Linked DNA regions of Sus scrofa: region 1 is linked to region 2. The links are chromatin contacts, called in public HiChIP or PLAC-seq maps. All regions are on one chromosome and are shown on one strand. The core of a region is the stretch at or near the end of the contact, and the rest is flanking DNA. Distances in the headings are between cores, read along the strand shown. Region 1 has its middle 80 kb from the start of RFX8. Region 2 overlaps MAP4K4 (mitogen-activated protein kinase kinase kinase kinase 4).

Region 1 (3,842 bases), core at 684-3,183, 180 kb before region 2:
CCCACAGTAGGTGAGGAGCAAACGAAAATGCCCTCCCGCCCCAGCAGCTTCCAGAGGACGGGAAAGCTTGCAGAGGAAGCACTGGCTGGAGCCCACACCCTGGGTCCCAGCTGGCTGCTCTCAGGGCTGCTGGGCTGCACTGGAGTTTTCTCAGGGTAGAGGGGTAGGGGTGGTTGGAACCAGGAGCTCCCTAAGGTCTCTGCTGCCCAGCCTGCCTCTCAGCTCTCAGAGGTATTACAACTCATTATATGGGTTTCCTGCTGCTGCTGTGACAAGTTAGCACAAACTCAGTGGCTTAAATCAACACACACTTGTTCTCCTGCAGTTCTGTATGTCAGAAGCACCCCCCACCCCCCGGCCCCAGTCTCATTGAGTTAATCAGTTCTCAGCAGGGCTGTTCCCTTCTGGAGGGTCTCAGGGAGAGTGCGTCCTGGCCTGTCCCAGCATCCAGGGCACCTGCATTCTTTGGCTTGTGGCCCTGAACTCCGTCTTCATAGCCAAGTATGCCTCCTAACACTGTTGGTGGGAATGCAAGCTGGTACAACCACTATGGAAAACAGTATGGAGGTCTCTCAGAAAACTAAATATAGAACTATCATATGACCCAGCAATCCCACTCTTGGGCATATATCGGGACAAAACTTTCCTTGAAGAAGACACATGCACCCGTATGTTCATTGCAGCACTATTCACAATAGCCAAGACCTGGAAACAACCCAAATGTCCACTGACAGAGGATTGGATTAGGAAGATGTGGTATATATACACAATGGAATGCTACTCATCCACAAAAAAGAACAAAACAATGCCATTTGCAGCAACATGGTTGGAACTAGAGACTCATCCTGAGTGAAGTAAGTGAGAAAGAGAAAGACAAATACCATATGAGATCACTTATATCTGGAAACTAATATAAGGCACAAATGAACCTTTACACAGAAAAGAAACTCATGGATATGGAAAATAGACTTGTGGTTGCCAAGAGGGAGGGGGAGGGAGTGGGATGGACTGGGAATCTGGGGTTAATAGATGCAAACTATTGCATTGGAGTGGATAAGCAATGAGATCCTGCTGTATAGCACTGGGAACTATATCTAGTCACTTGTGATGGAACATGATGGAGGATAATGTGAGAAAAAGAATATGGATAGATATATAGATGTATATATATGTATATGACTGGGTCACTTTGCTGTACAGTAGAAATTGACGGGACACTGTGAATCAAGTATAATGGAAAAAATAAAAATCATTAAAAAAAAAAAATCAAGTGTGTCTCCCACTGCCATCTCTGTTCTCACAGCCAGTAGAGTTCTCTGACTTCAGGGACTCAGGGTAGTGACTCGGGACCATTCCATTGATTCAGGAGTATCTTCCCACCTCCAGGCCCTTACTTCCCTTACTCACCGCTGCCCAATCCCTTCTACCACCTTCACTGGGAACTAGCATGCAGAGCTCACCACAGTTCTTATTCTACGGCCTGATTCCGCCCACCAGAAAGATGGTGCTTTCCTTAGGAAGAGGGAAAGAAAAAATTGAGGAAGGAAATGATTTCAGCAACCAGACCTGGCCTCTGCCCACTGGAAGTTCCCAGGAGGCGGTGGTGGTGACATTATTCCAGCTTCACGGAGAGACGAGGACAAGCTCAGTGGGTCACCGGGGCTGATAGGAGCCCTAGGCAGCAGCCAGCAGATTATATACAGTGGAAGATGTCCGTGGGACCCCAGAGCTGGGCACCCTGTGGTGCCATGTGTCTCACTGCTCCTCGCCTGCCTCTGCCCCACTCTGTTCCTCCTTCCTGCCGGGAGACAGCCTGAGAGGAAGGAAGGTGTGTCTCAGTTTGTAGTTCATGGCATGTCTATCAGTCCATACCCACAGGGTGGAGGAAGCCACCCAGCTGGTGGAACCTGGCTTGTAATAATATTCATGGAGTAATCGAATGACTAAATGGACAAGTAAGTGACTGGATGAGCAAACGAATGAAGGAACGGTCCCCATTTGCTCTCAGCAACCCTGTTGAAAAGTAGGCTTTGCTTTGGCCCTCATTGTCACCATTCACATGGTCATGACCTGACGTTCCAGCTCAGATCCAAGAGGGTTTAGCAGTTATTCGAGAAGATGCTAATGTAAAAGGGGAAGGTTGCCCTGGAACTGAGCTCCTTTGCTGTGTGTCTTAGAGAATGCAGTTGCCAAAAGTGGCTTTCTAAGGAGTTCCCTTTGTGGCGAAGCAGAAATGAATCGGACTAGGAACCATGAGGACACAGGTTCCATCCCTGGCCTCACTCAGTGGGTTAAGGATCTAGCGTTGCTGTGAGCTGTGGTGTAGGTCACAGACACGGCTTGGATCTGGCATTGCTGTGGCTGTGGCGTAGGCCAGTAGCTCCGACTGGATCCCTAGCCTGGGAACCTCCATATGCTGTGGGTGCGGCCCTAAAAAGCAAAACAAACAAACAAACAAAAATTGACTTTCTAGCCTGACTCTTTAGACCCGTCGCCACTTCCTTCCTCACTCACCCCGTTGTTCCCCTCACGCAGTGCCCTTTGCCCCAGGTCACCTGGAGACTAACCCACAGCCTGTCCACCCTCCCCCTTCCCCCAATACATACACACATTTGTTCTAAGATGCTTCTACCAGCCCACATCTTGGGTCTCAGCTCCCCTTGACACCTCCCCAAAGTTGTCACACCAGCCAGAGGCATAAAAGCCACAGAAGGTAAAGCCTCTTTCTCCTAGGATCAAATCCACTTCCAGGTTTTCTCTTTCTTGATCATACCTTAAATCCCTTAAACTTCGTCATTCCACATCCCTGCACTGCCAGGGCCCATTTGCTTCATCCTGCCCAGACCTGTAGCACCTCCCTGGGCACGGGGCCTGCAGATTCCCGGCCATCCCTCTAGAAGCCCGCTCTCTTCTCTCACCGTTGAGCTCTTCCAGACTTGTTGCCTGTGATTCCACAGGAAACTCATGCCCACCTGCAGACTCCAGCCCTGATATCATCTTGGCATCCTCACTTCTTTTTCTTTCTTTTTTTTTTTTCAGGGCCACACCACACCTGTGGCATATGGAGGTTCCCAGGCCAGGGGTCCAGTCAGGGAGCTACAGCTGCCGGCCTAGGTCACAGCCACAGCAACGCCAGATCCAAGCTGAGTCTGCAACCTATGCCACAGCCACAGTAATGCTGGATCCTTAACCCACTGAGCAAGGCCAGGGATTGAACCCACGTCCTTATGGATACTAGTTGAGTTCGTTACCACTGAGCCACAATAGGAACTCCCCAACTCTTGACTTCTTTTGAACACCTGAGATGTGCCATCTCCACTGCCCATTTCAGCTCACAGATCCATCTCTCCCCGTGTGCCCTGGGCTTGCAATGCACCAACACCCATTTATTTACCCAGAACCAGGAGGGCAGCCTCATACCTTCCCACCTGGCTGAGCACCATCTTCAGGGGGATGGACACACTTACTTCGTGCTCAATTGTCTCGTGTTTTCTGTGCATTGCAGAGGAGACTCTAAAATTGATCAATGCACAAAGTAAAGCCAGGACCAGGTCTATCTCTGCAAAGGCAGGTTAAGTTTCCACCTGAGTGCCAGCCCCAGTATTTGCGTGCTTGTTGGAGTGCTGAGGATTCCAGGAGTCCAAGCTCACATCTAGGCTCGCTGGAAAGCACTGCCATCCATCAATGATGTCCCCCAGACACAGAGAAGGGAGCCGCATGCAGGTCCCCTCTTTGCCAAGCCCTGTCCCTTAGCTCCATCATCCCCCAGTTCCATCATTCCCCCCCTTTCCGCCCCTGACCATGAACTCACTTTAGGAAAGGGGAGTTGTGTGGCTGGGATG
Region 2 (4,217 bases), core at 995-3,494:
TGTCTGGCTGCCTGCTTGCCTGTGGGGGAAGGGCCCCCTGGGCAAACAGGAAAGAGGCCCAAGGTCCCAAAGGGGTCCTGGGTTTGAATCATTCCTGCTTCCCTTTAGGATTTAAATTTTATTTCAAAAACATGACTTAAGCATAAAAATGACTTTTCCTTTGGTGTGTGGGGGGCAGGTGTGCCAGGCACAGAGTGGGGAATGCGGCTACCCCCAGACAGATGTCTCAGGCAGACCCAGGCCTCTCCCAGAGTTCCTGATGCTGTGTGTGTTCCTCCATTCTCACCGCTGCTTGGTCCCTCTTGAGTTGTGCTTATCATTCTGATGGGCTGAGGTGTCCTGGTTTTCATCTAAGTCTGCAGGTTGTCTGCACACAGGGGTTGCCAGCACCTCTCCCCCTTAGTTTTAGCCCTGGAGCTGTCCACATGTGAGTGGCTTTCCAGGGCCCCCGTCGGTGCAGGCAGTGAGGGGAGGTTCCTGGGGGAACTGGCCTGTCCCTTCAGGACCACCACATGCTGTGGCTGCCCCCCTGCCCTGGAAAGGACGTGCCCCGAGTGCCCACCCAGAGGCCCCACAGTGAGTCAGCTGGGGTCTGTTTAGGCTCCCCCCGATTGTGTTTCCTGTGAAAGGTTGGATCTCACACTTTGTCCCTGGTGGGTCTGCTGGGGACCTGGGAGGCTGTAGCCCCTGTGGAGGTGGCAGTAAGGGTTGTCTGCAGCCACCGAGGGACCGTCACATGTGCACCTGTGGCCACAAGTCTTTGTTGGCCTCCTGAGCATTTGTTGAAAACCCTTTACTGGGGGCCCGCGGTGCTGGCCCTGGGCCAGGTGCTGGGGTCTCGCTTTCGGCTCCTCACCCGCAGTCTGGTCACTAGGGAGTTACCATGGGTGGCCATTTTCCCCCTTGAAACAGAAACTTTGGAAGCTCAGAGAGGGGAGGGTAAGCAGACCATCTACTGGCCCAGGGCCAGCCTGGTTCACACCTGCCTCCCAGGCTCATTCCTCTTTCAGGACCATGTCAGTGCTAAAGTTAGCCGTGGCCCCTGAAGAGGGGATTGGGCAGTTGCTCCGGGGTGTTTCTTTTGGACTTCTCCCAGCTACCGGGCGCACGTGTTTGTCTCCCACGCCCAGGAGGTAACAGCCATGCATTTATTAGCTGCAGCACGAAGCTGGACCTGTTACAGCATGGGATCCAGGGTGGTGGTCTTCTGTGGCCTTTGCATTTTCTGTTGAGGAAGGGCTTTGGTGGTGCACGCTGGAGTCTGTGCGACCTTCTTCCTCAGGGCGCCTTGGTCGCAGTTATTCCGAGTTATTTAGGGGAGATTACAAGATCCGGGTGCCCAGGCCTCCTCCTTAGAGGTTTGATCCAGAAGGTTTGGGTGGGGCCCAGGCATGTATAATTACAAACCAGACAAAAAACACCCAGCAACAGCACCAAAACTCTCCCAGTGACTGCTTGTCAGCCAGGGTTGCAGGAGCACCGCTGTCGCCTCTGCTCAAGGACACAGAATCCATGCACACGAGTGCCCAGAAGTGGGCTGGGGGTGGCTGGGGACCTCCCACTGGCCCAGGAGGGCACCCTTGGCTCCGCTGAGCTCTGCACTTCGTTTTAACCTAGCTTTAACAAATCTGATTTTCAAGAGAAGCTTTAGAAATGTGCAGGCTCTTGATTTTTGAAATGTTCAATTAAAAAAAAAAAAAAAAAACACAACCATCTCCAACCCCCTCCCACCCTCCCTAAACCCACCAAAGGAAATGTGATGTCCATTTTAGCCAGTGAGTTACCTCGGAGAACCTGCTCTTAGCATCTAGAGAGCAGTTTCCGGCTTAGACGTCAAAAGAATCACCTTAATAAGATACCAGGGCAATCTGAAGAGGTCAGAGTGCAGCGGACACTCAGACTGTTTTTAACATGGCTGTTAGTCGGCTTTTGTTACTATTTGGTAAGTGGATTTTGTAAGCCTGAGTAATGGGCATAGCAGATACTAATGTGCAGCAACTCCACCCTAACTTTAGGGATTTATTTTTCAATCAGACACATCTTTTCTCCTCTGACTACTATCCTTAGAGAAAGAAAGGAAATATTGCTTTCAGGGCGTGGGTGGAAAATTCATAGCCAGACTCTGTCAATAGAAGCCTCAGACCTCAGCCTCCAGGATGAGTTTTGCTGAAGAGAAGTGGTGTGGTCAGGTGGTCAGTGGAGAAATCTTCAACCTTCTTTTGGCGTGAGCCTCTGGTCCTGCCTCTGCTGCCCTCTGCCTGTCACCGAGGCTAGAGCTTTGCAGGAGATAGTGGGCAGTGCTGGGAATGGCTTGGTTTGCCCACAGATTGGCTTCTGCCCTCCCAAGTGCTGGGCGAGACATGCTGCACTGGGATGGCCTTGGGGCGCTGTGTCTGCTGTTGACAGGAGGGGACAGAGCATGTTACCACTGTAGAGGCTGGCATGGGATGCCACCCTGGCTGAGGGAGGGCTGGTGGCCCGCCTGTGTGGTTCTCGGCGTGTGTGGGTTATTGCTGGCTCTTGAGGTCCTGCGGGGCAAGCCATCCATCACCTTCCCCGCTTCTGCCCAAATGGCATGTTACCCGAGAGGCCTCCCTGACCACCCGGCGTGACATAGCCACTGCCCCCACCCTGGCACTCCCGCTCCTCCCCTGCCCTCCCTCTCCTCTTACTTTTTTCCTTCTCTCTCTATTTGCCTTCCTTCCTTTCTTTCTCTCAGTCATCAGCAGATTCGCTTGTGTATGGCTAGTGTCCCCTTACAGGATGGGAGCACAGACCCACCTGTGTGGTTCGAGGTGCATCTCGGGTGTGTGGACCGGTGCCCCGTGAGGCACAGTGCTGACCTGGGGAGTAGCTCAGAGCCATCGACATTTCCTGGTGAGCTGGCCATCCTTCTGAGAATTTAGGGGACTCTTCAGGGTCATACATCTGTTTAGTAACCAAGTGAGCAGTTGACTTAGATGATCAGAATTTTTTTATTTTTAACATTATGGGTTTATCTTAGGAAAGCAAGACTTGGTGTATTTGTGACCTGAAGAGTTTCAATTCAGTGTTCCTTTTCAGTTCTGTAGGTTAATTTTGGATGCTTGTGGCTGTAAGTTGAAGAGGGAAACTTCCCTGGGGCAGCAAGTCCTTTGACACATTTGTCTTCTTGGGGGGGTTGATGAAAGGGAAGGGGGTTTGGGCTGAACCACAGGCAGAGCTCTGCATCCCTGGGAAGAAAGAGGGGGCTGGAGTTGATGGCCTGGCTGCATCATTTTGGTGAGGAATAGTGTCCAGTGGAACCTCAAAGGGAGACTTTCTAAAAGTGGGTTTTCTCTTCCACCTCTTTTTAAAGGAGATGTAGAGGGATTATGAATAATGAATGAAATAGGTAATGCATATTCAACACAGGCAAATTAGTAATTGTATACAGACTTGGAAAACCAGAAGGAAAACAAGCCCTGCCCTTGGAGAAGACTTCCCACATATGCATGAAGACTTATGCCCTCTGTGCCAGAGCTGAGGACATGGCAGCAGAAGTGATTCAGGTTCAGAAAGTAGATTAGAGTTGTAGTGAGGCACAAAGCTGCATAGAGTCTGCCTTGATATCAATACTGTAAATATTTCCAGGTTTAAGGGCAGTGTTATTTTAGAGTCAGCTTCTTATAGGACTGGGAAACAGTAAGGAGCAATTTGAAAACCCTAATTGCAGGCTGGGTTGGTGATGCGTGGGAAGGACCGTGGGCGGATCGGGAGCCCAGAAGGGAGCAGGACCCTTGCCTCACTAAACCTCTTGCCTTTTGATTTGTGTCTGAAACGTTTAACTTTCTCCTCCAAGCCGATGAGAAAGTGCAGCCTGAGGGCTTTAGTGAAGCCTCAAGTGATATTTCAGTATTGCGTGTATCCTGTGGGTATAACTCTAAAGTTGGCATGTACTGTGAAGACACAGGAGAAGTGTAGGAACACTTGGGGCGGGGGGGACTTGTGATGTGAGGAGTAAGACGGGAACATGCAGAATTCTGTGTTGCATCCTTTGTTCTGAGTAAATGATCAGCTGTTACAATGAGCGACTTATAAAATTCACCGTCTGGTGCAGGATGCCACCTGGAGTCCAGTGCTGTGTCAGCCCCGGCTTCACCGTGCTTCGTGTAGTTTAGCCCCTCTTGGTAATGTTGTGGTGGAACACTCGGTTCCCCAGCCAATCCTTCCCTAATTCTGTCTCAGCTCAGTGGAGA

What was found. HiChIP or PLAC-seq counts read pairs in DNA pulled down with a chosen protein or histone mark.
Region 1: an H3K27ac HiChIP or PLAC-seq map of alveolar macrophages shows a contact between it and region 2. The contact joins two enhancer-like sites. A contact is called at or near these places in 2 of 2 datasets of contacts at active chromatin or transcription factors (alveolar macrophages and skeletal muscle).

The regions. Positions count from the first base shown.
Region 1 is chr3:52,759,537-52,763,378 of Sscrofa11.1, reverse strand. No RefSeq gene overlaps it. Among named protein-coding and RNA genes, the nearest start is that of RFX8, 80 kb to the left of the region's middle. Within about 2 kb of position 1,933, at least 1 of the 83 cell types and tissues checked has an H3K27ac peak or open chromatin away from gene starts, as enhancers often do. A contact at or near this core is called in alveolar macrophages, where this site is marked.
Region 2 is chr3:52,582,243-52,586,459 of Sscrofa11.1, reverse strand. All of the region lies in intron 2 of MAP4K4 (mitogen-activated protein kinase kinase kinase kinase 4), which reads left to right. Among named protein-coding and RNA genes, the nearest start is that of MAP4K4, 65 kb to the left of the region's middle. Within about 2 kb of position 2,244, at least 11 of the 83 cell types and tissues checked have an H3K27ac peak or open chromatin away from gene starts, as enhancers often do. A contact at or near this core is called in alveolar macrophages, where this site is marked.